3 separate regions of the Mus musculus genome follow, and regions 2 and 3 are each linked to region 1. A link is a contact called in public HiChIP or PLAC-seq and promoter capture Hi-C data. All regions are on one chromosome and are shown on one strand. Each heading gives the region's core, a stretch centred on a gene start, on an enhancer-like site or on the middle of the called end of the contact. The rest is flanking DNA. Distances are from core to core; before and after follow the strand shown.

Region 1 (4,331 bases), core at 1,266-3,765:
GCTGGCCCTTTGAAGCAGTTTCTATCTCTCACACTTGACTCAAGCCGGTCTTGAAGTCTATGCCTTCTTCATACTCAAGCTGAGTTGTGCTCGGTTTAGTTTTGCTTCAATTTGACAGTGACATCCAGGCAGGTAGAAGCAAATTGGTTAATCAATGAGTTTTTGGACTCTCCCTCACCAAGGATATGGTATTTCCTCCTAAGAACAATGCTCAAACTAGAGGTTACATTCCTAAGAAAGTTTAATGGCCCTTAATTAGCTGAGCCTATTAAAGTGAGCTCCTTAAGACAGACTTGGAAAGGATATCGGGTGAGTGCGTCTGTGAGGAAATGGATGTAACAGGTAACCTTAAGCTTTGCCTTTGCAAGAACCTGCAGGTCTCCTCTTGTTTAGGGAACGAGAGTTCCTACAGGCAGCCATCTTGGGCAGAGTAACCAATGAAGGATAGCAATCCTGGGATTAGCAATGTGTCATATTACCACGCAAAGCTAGAAGGGCAAAAGACATTGTTCTCTGACTCATACAACAAAACACAAACACACTCATGAGCAGACTCATTTGCTTGCTCTTAGACCTACTTCACCCAGACACCTCCCCATCCCATCCCACAGTGCCCTCCAGGCCTGGGACCCCTTAGGCTTCTCCATGTGCTGATCACTATCAACCTGCTGCATGAGCGGGAGCCTCTGCTCTCCAGAGAACTCTTCCTACTCTGCAGATGTTGGAGAAAGAGCAGCCTCCCCTGCCCCCCCAACTTTCAGTGTCTGAGGAGGAGTTAGGGGCATCTCCTTTGATATATTTTTCTGGATTTCTGGGGCGGGGCCTAGATTGTTTGTTTTCTGTTACTCTGTTTTAGGCATGGACCATGGCCTTTTCTCTGGGAAGACTGAATAAAGATGGTGCTTGCTCATCCATGAGTACACATGTCACCCACTTATCAAACCAGCACTAAATGACGTGGAGTCATTTAGCAAACACGTGACTATGGCACACAGAAACTATAAGGCTCAGAAATGTCATCTGCGTAGTTGCCTTCTTCCCCTCATGTTTTCTGTCCTTGAAGTTAGTATCTGTCTTGCTTTTTCATTTGCTTTATCCTTTGCGAATTTACCATCAGTCTATTCCTGCATACATTCCCCGGGGCTCTTCTTTAGATAGAGTGGAGGAAATTAATTGCTCTGCCAATCTCATTATCTTGAAATAGAAGCTTCTAGAGCCCGCTGGACAGGAATTGTTTAGAGGGATCAATACGTAGCCCTGCTTCCTGCTTGCAGGACACCTCACTTCCCACTAATCCAAGGACTTCCTGTATGCCTCTCTTGCATGAGATCTTTTGCTTCCTATCTTCCTATTCTGGTGGCTCAAACCTTCCCCCAGAGGCTCTTCCCTCTATAGTTGAGACATTTTGGTTACCCACCACCCTCTTTGTTCCCCTCTCTCTCCTCTCCCTCTCTGTCCCCCCTCTCCCTACAAGGTCCAGCTCAGCCTGGCCACGCCCATTCTGGCCTCTCCCAGATGTGTCTGCCTCTACCTACTCACCCTTGTATCTACAATAAACTTCCTCCTCCACCATACCTAGGAGCAGTTGTGTCCTTTCCTTTTCATTTCTGTTTTTTATTCAGTTTCCTCTGGCGGGGTGGGGGAGTGCACAGGAGATAAACTTTTTGGAGACCTTGCCTGTTGATAAGTACCATAAGTAGTCTATCTCTACCCTGGTGACTTGGAGGAATGATGAATGTTTCCTTGCTCCCGCTTTAAGCACGTGTCCTCTGGTGAGATCTCAACCGCCTTTTAATCTCCTTAGGCCTCCATAATTGCAAGCAATCCCTTAATAGAGACTTAACTTCATGTGTTAAACATATCCTCAGTATTCACACACCACAGCCACATTAGGCACCAGCATCACGGAGATGAAGGGGTAGGCGTTTTTTAGAGCAGAACACAAGCTTATCTCACAATTAAGTGTAGATGTTTTGCTTCATTGGTAGTCAATAATAATAATATAATAATAATAATAATAATAATATACTACTACTACTACTATATACACACACACATATGAAGAATCTTAAATTTCTTCTTGACATTCAGAGGTCTTAGTAAACCTATAAAGAGCAACTGATATTGTGTTTCTTTTTAGATTTCTAATGTCCATTAAACCAACTTGAAAATCTGCTGGCAATTTCAAGGGAGAGTAACGAATACGTGATTCAAGAACGAGTGAACAGGACAAATGGAAGTGTAACTTGTAGGAGCTGGCAGCGGGGAGAATTTTCTAGGCCTGACAGGGCAATGGGATAGAAAGTCGGGGCAGGTCTAGATTGAGAATGGCCGTAAGGATGTGTCGAAGAGAGAAGGCAAGATGTTAGTTAGTAAAGGCTGTCCAACACAAACTACGTGAGCAATGACCCTTAGTGAGCCAAAGTCACTCCAAGAAGCCAGGAACCCCCAATCCAAGCTGAAAAGGGATCACTCTCTTCTGAACCAACTGGAAACCCAGTTCTTCATTGTTATTTTAAAACCTTCAAGGGATTGGAGGAGGCCCGCTCACAGGATAAGGAGTGATTTCTCTTTTCTCAGAATGTACTGATTCAAATGTTAATCATATATTTAAATAACTTTACAGCAGCATCTAGGCCGGTTTGACTTAGGCTCACTGATTTTTTAAAATTTTATTTTATTTGTAATTCGTTTTTTACACTCCTTATTCCATTCCCTGCCCCTCCCCTCCCACCCTCCTACTGTTCTACATCCCACACCTCCTCCCCACCACACCCTGTCTCCACAGGGATGCCGACACCCCACACCCCATCTAACCTCTAAACTTCCTGGGGCCTCCAGTCTCTTGAGGGTTAGGTGCATCATCTCTGAATGAACATAGACCTGGACGTCCTCTACTGTATGTGTGTTGGGGACCTCTTATCAGCTGGTGTATGCTGTCTGTTGGGTGGTCCAGTGTTTGAAAGATCTTGGGGGTCCAGACTAATTAAGATTGCTGGTCCTCCTACAGGATCGCCCTTCTCCTCAAAGTCTTTCAGCTTCCCCAACTCAACAACAGGGGTCAGCTGCTTCTGTTCATTGTTGAGTGCAAATATCTGCATCTGACTCTTTCAGATGCTTGTTGAGTCTTTCAGAGGGCAGTCATGCTAGGTCACTTTTTGTGAGTGCTCCATAGTCTCAGTAATAGTGTCAGGCCTTGGGACCTCCCCTTGAGCTGGATCCCACTTTGGGCCTGTCACTGGACCTTCTTTTCCTCAGGCTCCTTTCCATTTCCATCCCTGTAATTCTTTCAGACAGACACAATTATGGGTCAGAGGTGTGACTGTGGGTGGCAGCCCCATCCCTCACTTGATGTCCTGTCTTCCTGCTGGAGGTGGGCTCTATAAGTTCCCTCTCCCTACTGTCAGGCATCTCATCAACCCCTGTGAGTCCGGGGAGTCTCTCACCTCCCACGACTCTGGTGCACTCTGGGTGGGGGGTCCCCCAACCTCCTATTTCCTGAGGTTGCAGGCTTCAGTCCTTCTCCCTCACCCAGTATCAGATCAGGTCCCCCCTCCCCATTCACTATCCCTCTCAAGTCCCTCCCTCCCTCCCCACTTATGATCGCTTTCTTCTCTCTCCCAAGTGAGACTGAGGTGTCCTCACTTGGGCACTTCAGCTTGCTGAGGCCCACTGATATTTAAATTCCCATCATATTCAGTATACGGAATTTGTCCTCCTAGAATGGGCAGTTGTCAGAGAATGGTGAGAGGGGACTCCATAGCCCAGAACAGAATAACCAGCCGAGTTTGTACATCCCTCCTTTTTCTGTTATACACAGTGGCAGACAGTACATTACACCAGTACATTACAGCATTTTATAGCATGCTTTATTCATGTTTTATGTCTTGGAGATATTCTCATGTTAGTCAATGTCTCTCTCATGCTTTTTCCCATTTTGTGGTTGCAATGATTTATTTGACAGTGATTTACATAATCTGCGCATTACTTATAGACATGCAAGCTTCTCTCCAGTCATTTGCAACCACAAATAATGCTGTCGTGATCACTACTACTCAACAAAGGGAATTTACATCCATGGACAGATGGTGAATCCCCCAAAGTATAGTTGCTGAGATACTGAGCATGTGTGCATTGTCAAATTACCAACCCCAGAGGGTCCTACCAACACCTAACCAAAACTCACAAAAGCACCTAGACACCCCCCACACACACACACACACACATCTTGGGCACTTCTGGATCTTTGTTAATCAGATGGCCGTGTTATGGTGTTTCATGTCATTGTCCCAATGTATGAAGGAAGACATGAACTTACTGCCTCAAGGATC
Region 2 (4,331 bases), core at 805-3,304, 490 kb before region 1:
ATAAATTGCAAACCACTACCACCCTCCCATGAAAATTTTGTTATGGCTGCCATCCATTCATTTGGGGAATACATGTCCAAGCAGAGCCTGAGGTGAAACTCCCCAGTCTCCAGTTGGAGTTGCTCTCCAACGTATCCCTTGGAGCTCTGGAACTCTCCGCTCTGGAAGTAGAAGGTCTGAATTTCTTGTTAGTTCTGCACTTTGTGGGGGAGGGGGGGTGCATGAGTTTGGGTGGGTTATGCAGCCTTCCCCTGATTCAGTCTCCTTGGCTGTGAAATGGGGATAATGCTAACAATGTACCTTCTTGGTGTGGTTGCTATGGGAATTAAAGGCACCTTAGAGAGGGTCCTGTACCCAGGAGACATCATACCGATGTTAGTCTTACACTCATGGTTACTATTTACTGAAATTGGTGCACCAGAGAGCACTAGTTATGCTAGGCACCTGTATGGTAGAATATAGTATCAGGGGTGGGGCTCTAACCAATGACTGGCTCAGCCTCTGACCCAATGCCATGACAGGGAGACATTTTTAAGTGAGAAAGTGAAAAACAATGAGGGACGATTCTGCATTAGGGCACTGGCTTCCTTCAGTACACGCCAAGACCTTCAGTGTCAAAAGTCAGTATTTATAGGAGCTGTCTGATCCAGAACGGGGGTGGCATGCCGTGCCAAGGCAACTCAAAGTAGATTCCTGTGTGTCATGGGGGCAGCAAGGATGACCTTTAGTGGCCTCAGTGATCCTATGGGTCTAATGTAGTGTAACAGAGCATATCTCTGCAGAGTCACCTTGCCTGGTTTCCCTACGTGTTTTCACCTCATAAATGTAGTGCCGTCTGGACGTTCCTGCACTAGTTTGGTTTAAGAAACTCCAGTGGCCCTGGACTCAGACTTCAGCTACTCAAGTTGTAGAGGACTTTGAATTTATTTATGGAACAATTACACACCTGAAAATACCAACGTGTAAGGAACTATATTCCAACCTTGCTAACAGGACTAGGTTCATGGGTGGGGGTGGGGGTAGGGGAAAGATCCAGGGTAGAAATCACAGGACAACACTCAGCTCTCCTAATGGAAGATTAACAAGGGGCCAGGAAGCTGCTCTGCCAGGTGGGGCGTGGCGATCACCCTCAGACGTTTGCCAGTGACCACAGTTTCTATCTGCGGGGCACTTCCTAGGGCCTTTGATCTTTTCCAGGATTCTGGCGAGGGCTCGTTTTCCTTTTAGATTATTTATTGTATCTGTTTTCACGAAGGCTTGGGGTCAGAAAGCCAGTTTGCTCGGGAGCTCACACCCTTTGGGGCAGTACTGTAAACTCCAGCCAGCTGCACAGATCTCTTGGGAAGGGAGGGGGTCTTTCCTCAGCTAGGGAGCTAAATGCTGGCTCCCGCATTGCCCCTACTCCCCAGTCCCGGCCTGGCCGCAAGCGCTCCCTTTATAGAGGACCTTCTCAGCCCCAAAGAAGTTAGACTTTGCCACAATAACCTGGACTTTTTTCTCTTTTTCGGGGGAGGGGGGGTGTCTAAAGTTGCCACCCACCACCAGAAGGGGACCTGGCCCCCAGGCACCAGTCCCTAATCTTCATTTGGCCTTTGCCTCTGAGTGGCCTAGCCTCAGCTCTCCATCTGTGCGCCTTAAATCCCATTTATCTTCTTAGCACCCAAGACTTGGCCAGCCCCGCCCTCCTCCTCCCTGCTTGAAAATTACAGCCCCTCCCTTGCGCTTCTTCCAAGAGTGCTCTACAGAGTAGAGAAACCTTTGAGGTATTAGGAAAAGTGGTTTAAACTGGGAGCAAGCCACCTAGAGGGGTATGGGGGAAGAAAGGTCCAGCCAGCGAAACCGAAGCACCAAACCAAAAGTTAAGGGTTAGGATCCAGCCGAGGACCCTGGGCCCGCAGTCTGAGTCAAGGAACACCGGGCGAGTGTCGAAGTCGGTCCCACCCCGGCCCCCAATCTAGGTCACCCGCGGGGAAGGGCTGAGCTGGGGGCTGTCGGCGCCGGAGGTGGGCGCGGAGTGAATTGATTCAGACCCTGCCCCTCGTTCTTCCACTAGATTGTAATTCCATCTCCTGCGGGTCGAGCCGCCCTCCCTCCGGCGGCCAGTGCGTCCCTCCCCTCGGCTCTCAGCGTCCACTCCCCAGCCCCGAAAAGCCTTGCCGCTGCGAGCCCGCTCCGCTCAAGCACGCCAGCTTCCCAACTGCTGCCTTGCCTCCTCGGACTCCCGAGTGGCTCCTGGTTCAGCTCCCTGGGTCTCCCACCTTCTCATCCTCGCGTCACTGGCGTTCCCCGCGTCCCCCAGGAGACGCCCTTTCCCTGCGCGCCCGGGACTTGGGGAAACTTTGCAGACGCCGTTGGTGAGATGGATTTAATCTCAACCTTCTCGCTCCATTTCTTGCTCCTGGCCTGCAGCCTCCCACCCGGCGCTGTGTCACTCCGAACGGCTCTGCGAAAATCAGGTAAAGCACTCAGTGCGCCCGGAGCCGGGGTGCCCGGAGCACCCCGGTCCCGGCCTTTGGTGGGGTTCGCAGAGCAGGCAGCCGCTCTCTGCTCACCAGCGTGGGCTCAGCCTGCCTAGCCTCTGCGCAGAGCTCAGCCGAGGCACGAGCCTCGCCCTCCCCCAGCCCAGGCAGTCCCAAGGATATTGTTTGTTAAAAGAAACGATTTGTTTTCCAGAGCTAGGAGGTGGTGGGTTCTGTGTGGAACCACGGACTGCGAAAAGTTGGGGGTTGGGGGGGTGGGCGGGCAGCTATAGCTCTGTCTCGGTTACACAGGACTGAGAGAGCGCAGAGGACTTTCAACAGCTCCTCCTGCTTCTTTGAACATCTTATTGGACTCATACTGCCTAGAGCCCAGCCATTTCCTGTTGAGTGTCTGAAGGTTTGCTGGGAGCCCCCTTTCCTGGCTCTGGTCCTGTCTAAGCACTGGGTACGGACCTGCACTTTCTCTGTTGTTGGGATTCTCTTGCAGCCCCGGGCTGTTTGTGCAGAAAGCAGCCCACAGTGGGTTAACCTGATCTCTTTTAGAACTCCTGTCTTAGCACTGCTGTCCAAACAAAGATATATATGCACTGTAGGCTAGCTAGTACAAAGGATCAGAGAGAAGGCAACACCACAAAAACTCACATTTCTTCTAGGTAAAAAGTATGTTTTTATCAACATTGATTTGGCTGTGTCATGAGGGAAAGTGGAACAGTTTAAATAATAAAGTTCCTAGCGTTGCTTCTGGGTAACGATTTTTATTCTTTGTTGGCCCGGACCATATTTAGAATTGTGAAAAAAAAATCTGCTTTTTCTTAGCTTACTTTACAAGTGGGGTTGTCTTATGGGATTAATTATGTCTTCTGAACAATGGAAAACAATCTAATTATTTTAATTCAGCCTGCAAAACTCACAGAAAGTGGAGTCTGCCCTCCCAAATGTTTCTACAAGAAAGTGGAGTCTGCCCTCCCAAATGTTTCTACAAGAAGGAAGCAAACCAGGAAAATTTATCAGAGTGCAAAGAAAATAATCTTGGCAGGTTCCCATCTGCATGTTCAAATATGTCTTACTGCTCCAGGATCAGTCTGGAGTTTGGGGCGGTTGCCTTCGATCCTAGGAGATATCTCAGTCTTCAGGCTCTGTCTGTGATCATCTGTGTCCCCTTACCTGATTTAACACTGAGGACCGTTCTCAGCTTCCACAACACATTCAGATTCAGAACGAATCTGTCAGCACACTGTCCAGTTCACTGGGGAGACAACGGCAGCCACCCAAGGTAGAATCATATTAAACTGTCTTCTTGCATCTTCATACACCTTCCAGAATCTCAATCATAGGAGCCTTTGAACTTTCTTGCTCAAGAAAACCATACTATGGTCGCTGGCCCTCTGTAGGTTTCTGCACACGAAACCATCTAACCACGTTTGAATAGCACATGCATACGTCTGTGGCTCTTAGCCTGTGTGACATATGCAGGGTTCTTTGAGGGTAGACTTCAATCCATTGAAGCAGGATGTAAAACCTGCTGTATATAATTGCATACATGTTTTCCCCCATTTGCCTCTTCATTTTGTATTGTTTTTGGTCCTTCCTCTTTAAAAACATTTCTGCCTGGTCCACTCAGCATCTTGTTCAGATATTCACATCAACAATAGCTCCTGTTGCTTTCTTTGCCTTTACTTGAAGTATTGGGATGGGTGGTTGGGAGCAGTGATTTTGAAAACTTGCTTTTAGATGTTTTTGGCCTCATCAAAGTAGAAGGACTATTTAGACCATCTTTAGCCTAAGAAAGGCTTTTTATTTTTTTTAAAGTTACTTCATAATTTTATCCAGACAATGGATTTTAGGTTGGAA
Region 3 (4,331 bases), core at 968-3,467, 260 kb before region 1:
GTCTTTCGCTGTCCTCAAATAAGCTACTTATAAACCGGATACTCAGTACAGTATGCAGTATTTAAGCCTGGCTAATTAAGGATTTACTTTAGTGAAACAGAAAACAAATGTGTATGAAATCATTCCTAATTCTGAAGTGAAGAATTTAAGCTAAACCCTAGTTGCTCGATGTCTCAACCTCATCAACCTTATTATGAGACTTAGAACTGGGACAGGATTAGGTGTGAAAGAAGTAAGTCCCGCCTCTAGAGTGTGTGTATTAAACAAGAAAATAAGGAAAAAAGAGAATCAGCTCACAGGAAAGACATTAAGGTCGGAAACGGACCAATCCCGGCTGAGAGGAACTATTTGACACGATACACTTACAGCCTGCAAAGACCACCGTTCCGTACACATCGTCGTCTGTGATGAAAATGATGTTTGTGCCACTGTTTTCAGAAACGGGGATGTTCAGGATATGGATCGCAACGGTTTGCCCGTACAGATGGATGAGAGGACGAAGGGTATTGCCGATCTGTCCTGAAAGCACTTTCGTTGGACTCATACAACAAATTGTCATGTTTGAGCCTGCGAGCACCACTTTGTCTTGAGGAAAAACATTAGTCTCTGTATTACGAATCCCTAGAAAAAAACAGGAGGAGTCACAAACCCTTCAGACATCTTTTACTCACACCTGTCTCCTCAGGACATCCTTTCTGTCTCCTGGAATGATTTTTATTTCATTTATTTACTTATTTCTTCTTGTATTTATTTTTGTATGTGTGTGTGATGTGTGAACATGCTTGCGTATGTGTATGGAGACTAAAGGCTGACATGGGGTGTCTTTCTCAATGTCACTCCACTCTATGTTTTGAGATAGGGGCTCTCCCTGAACCTGGATCTCACTAATTTAGCTAGACCAGACAGAAGTAGAAGCTCTGATCTCTACCCACCCTCAGAGACTTAGGGCTGTCGATGTTACGATACCCAGCTTTGAGGGAGATGCTGGGGATCAATCTTGGGGCCACAGAACTGCCTGAGTGGAGGGCACTTTTCCAACAGAGTGCCTCAATTCTGTTATCTTGAAACAAGGCATTATTCTGTAACCCAGAATGGCTTGTATTTCACCATGGAGCCAAGGCTGGCCTAAAGCTCGCAGTAATCCTCCTGCCCCTGCTCCATGCTGGGATTACAGGCATAAACCACCACATTCGAGAGCTTAAAACAGTTCAACATTTACAAAGCAAACTGTAGATGTTGTGAAATAATGCAGCCCCCAGTGCAAGGCACCACACTCGGGTTTCAAAGGAGTACGACACAAATACAAAGTGAAACTGTAGCCTTATTTACTTAGGCAGGGACAGAACCTGATCACAGGCCGTTTGTTGAAGGTCACAGGTTAATTTTTAAGGGTTTATATACACATGCAGAAGATGCACACAGAATCACTCGATAATTTCAGAAGTTTCACGTTGATTCTTTTGAAACTCTCCTATGTTCTTCAGCAAACAAGTGGGGAAGCCCTCCACACTCTAACTCACAGCTGCTGCTTTAATCAATGCCCTTGCAGGTCAAGGTCACGCACCCCAGCTCCACTCCTAACAGCTGGTGTTTACACAGTGACCTCTGGTGCCCTTTATCCCTCACTCTTCCCTGACATCTGGCTTCTAAGTTCACCGTTCTACTGAAGGGACTCACCGGCCCCATGTTTGATCCAAGGGCCCCTTCCGATTTATCATCCAAACACCTTCAAACTCCCTCCTCTCTTGGGTTCTACCACACTGAACTTTCTGGGCCACTCTTAGTCCTCAGGCTAGACCTTCCTTCAGTAGTGCTGTAGACAGGAGCGCTTCCGTGCGTCCCAATTCCCTTTCCCGAAGATACACTGGCCTTCAGAATTTAAGCACTTCCAATCACATACACCTTTGTGATTCCCAGAGGGACATTCCCCAGCTACGCCCATGTCTCTGGATGCCCGAATGACCTTTTCAACCTCACTGCCTACAGATCAGAGTATTAAAGATGAAACTGTCCTTTCCCAACCAACTGGTTCCTATCTTTTGTATCTCTGTGGACAGCCTCTCACCCCTACCCCTCAGCCAACCAAAGGGACAGACACTGTTGGGAGACACAAGCACCTGGTCCCCAACTCAGATTCTGCTGCTCCCGTCCCTTCCTGTCTGAACTCAGCTGTCCTCGGTTATATTTACAGTGTCTTGCTCAACTGCCCCAGAGTCTCCTTATTTATCCAGCTGCTTCCGGCCCCCCTTATCTGATGTTGCTCCACAGACTGTCCACCTGTAATAAACACTGGATGGTTTCTGGACTTCATTTTACTGACTCTGATGACCCGGGGGCCCCTGCTCACTCTGCCAGAATTTTACATCTCTCTGTTAGAGGAGTTGTACTTAATAGACACATGATTTTTCAGCCCAGCTTTCTAGAGCGGGTCTCAGATTTCTTTAATCCACAGTTCTGGGGTGGTCACTTTGGAAGATAGCTACCTGGATTCAAAAAAACACTATGGGCATATACCAACCCTTACTCTTAAGCAATCTAGCCCATGTGAACCAAGGGTCTGTAAGAGTAAGCTTACAGGAGATGTTCTTCAGCGGGCTCCAGTCACTCCACTCTTTGTAACCGGAGAAATGAGGCGAGTCAATGTGCCATCGAATGCTCACCGAGTGAGTGGCACATTGCAAGGGCAGGTCTGAGGTCCAGTTCCAGTGCTGAACGGTATCTTTACCACTCAGCATTGTGTTGAGTAACACCTAAAAGCAAACACAAAATTATGCTTCCAAATAATGCTAATGTCCTGCCTTTCTCCAGGGTAAAGGGACAGAAAGGCCTCACGGAACATGTTAGATCAGCCACCGGGTGGGTAATGCTATAAAGGAAAATGATCCGCACCACTGTACAACGGTCTGTTTCTACACAGTGTAACGAGGAAGTGACACCAACACGATCATTACCTGGCTATGTGCCCTTGTCAGCATTTGGTCCTATGGGATTGCCTTCCATCCCCTTACAGGGGTTGATACTCATCAAAGCAGTCAATAAAACAACGAAGAGGATACACTGCTATAGAAATGATTTCCATACTCTCATGGAGAAAAAAACCAGGGGATCCATATCTTAAAGAAGTAAAGCAAAGAGAAGGAGCAGACAGAAAGAAAACAGAGCAAGGGCAGATGGGAAACAGGGGGTCAGGGGGGTCAAAGAAATCAAACAATGCCAGATTAGACTATAATGAGCCACTCGGGGTTCAGCAGTATGGATGAAGCTATGTCCACACAATTAAGGAACAGAGGATCCCCTTCAAAACCCCGGTAAAACTTTCCAATGTGTAAGCTGCATCTAGTTAAACTAGCAACCCTGCCCAAGGCACGCTGTGCCCTGCTCCCGACGCTGGCCTCTCACGCTTCCAGAAGTAAGAGAGGAAGCTTCTACTTGCCGCCATCTTCTGGGCGGGAGCAGGCTGGTTAAGCTTCTGATAGGTAAAGTTAGAATCTCTCAGCAATTTACCACTCTGCCATCCATGCCTATGGAGGAGGGTCAGCCTCAGGACCACACACAAAGGTAAACAGAAAAAAATACCTAATATAATGGATTCATTTGGCCTAGAGAGAAATTAGGATAAGAAGCTCCGTAAAAAGATGAGGTTGAAGCTAATATTTGGAATATTACTCAGCGCTAGTTCGACTACATTTGAAGAAGTTAGGAAACTTGGATGGGAACGAAGAGAGGAAGGGAGCGGGGAACCAGAGAGCCCGAGACATAGTGGGTTAGGAAAGAGGAAAGGGCTTCCATCTTCCACTGGGCAGTTAATAAACCCCTGACCGGGAACTCTAAAGGAATAGCAGCATGGGCCTGCTGCCTGGGGCATGGAGATGGGGACAGCAGGAATGATCTGGAGGAGTTAAATGTAGCTGCAATCCTAGCCCTGGGAAGGCCGGCCGGAGTGGTGCTGCACGCTACAGTGAGGCCCTGTCTCCATACACAAATGCAAGCTTGTTTCCAAACAGAGACAAGTGGGAAGGGGTGTGTGTGTGTGTGTGTGTGTGTGTGTGTGTGTGTATGCATGTATGAGTGCACACTTCAGGGCAGCTCAGGGGCTCCCTGTGTCTACCTTCAGCTCTGTGGAACATTTCCCATGGCTGTGCACGGTCTGCATCTTACATGAAACACCACTGCCTAGCATCCGTCTTGTCCCAGTGTCCACATGGCCCCTGTCCAACTTTCCATACCTGCTCCTCACGTCTTAGAGCTAGTGGAAAGCAAGTGTAAATTACAGAAACCCAAGGGGCTACTTACTTAGTGGGGAGAGGGAGAGAAGTACTGTATGGAACAAT

The links. Promoter capture Hi-C pulls out the DNA fragments that hold promoters and counts their contacts. HiChIP or PLAC-seq counts read pairs in DNA pulled down with a chosen protein or histone mark.
Region 2: a contact with region 1 is called in a promoter capture Hi-C map of embryonic stem cells, with 3 times the contacts expected there. The contact joins the promoter of Egflam here to the enhancer-like site in region 1. A contact is called at or near these places in 16 of 39 promoter capture datasets (the 3T3-L1 cell line, 3T3-L1-derived adipocytes, cranial neural crest and 8 more), 3 of 484 Hi-C or Micro-C datasets (cortical neurons and embryonic stem cells), 6 of 115 datasets of contacts at active chromatin or transcription factors (embryonic stem cells and stem cell-derived neural progenitor cells) and 3 of 9 other capture datasets (adipose tissue, embryonic stem cells and pancreatic islet).
Region 3: an H3K4me3 HiChIP or PLAC-seq map of embryonic stem cells shows a contact between it and region 1, with 19 read pairs. The contact joins two enhancer-like sites. A contact is called at or near these places in 2 of 15 datasets of contacts at CTCF or cohesin (the NIH/3T3 cell line and embryonic stem cells), 5 of 484 Hi-C or Micro-C datasets (the MC3T3-E1 cell line, bone marrow-derived macrophages, embryonic stem cells and 2 more), 10 of 115 datasets of contacts at active chromatin or transcription factors (embryonic stem cells, extraembryonic endoderm stem cells, pancreatic cancer cells and 1 more) and 3 of 9 other capture datasets (adipose tissue, embryonic stem cells and pancreatic islet).

What each region holds. Positions count from the first base shown.
Region 1 is chr15:6,901,930-6,906,260 of GRCm38.p6, reverse strand. No RefSeq gene overlaps it. Among named protein-coding and RNA genes, the nearest start is that of Osmr, 30 kb to the right of the region's middle. Within about 2 kb of position 2,515, at least 4 of the 459 cell types and tissues checked have an H3K27ac peak or open chromatin away from gene starts, as enhancers often do. A contact at or near this core is called in embryonic stem cells, where this site is marked.
Region 2 is chr15:7,396,113-7,400,443 of GRCm38.p6, reverse strand. It overlaps Egflam (EGF-like, fibronectin type III and laminin G domains), which reads left to right and starts at 2,054. Exons shown (of 22, transcript NM_178748.6): 1 at 2,054-2,456. The coding sequence starts at 2,360.
Region 3 is chr15:7,165,302-7,169,632 of GRCm38.p6, reverse strand. It overlaps Lifr (LIF receptor alpha), which reads right to left. Exons shown (of 20, transcript NM_001358593.1): 6 at 2,576-2,750; 7 at 367-621. Among named protein-coding and RNA genes, the nearest start is that of Lifr, 38 kb to the right of the region's middle. Within about 2 kb of position 2,217, at least 15 of the 459 cell types and tissues checked have an H3K27ac peak or open chromatin away from gene starts, as enhancers often do. A contact at or near this core is called in embryonic stem cells, where this site is marked.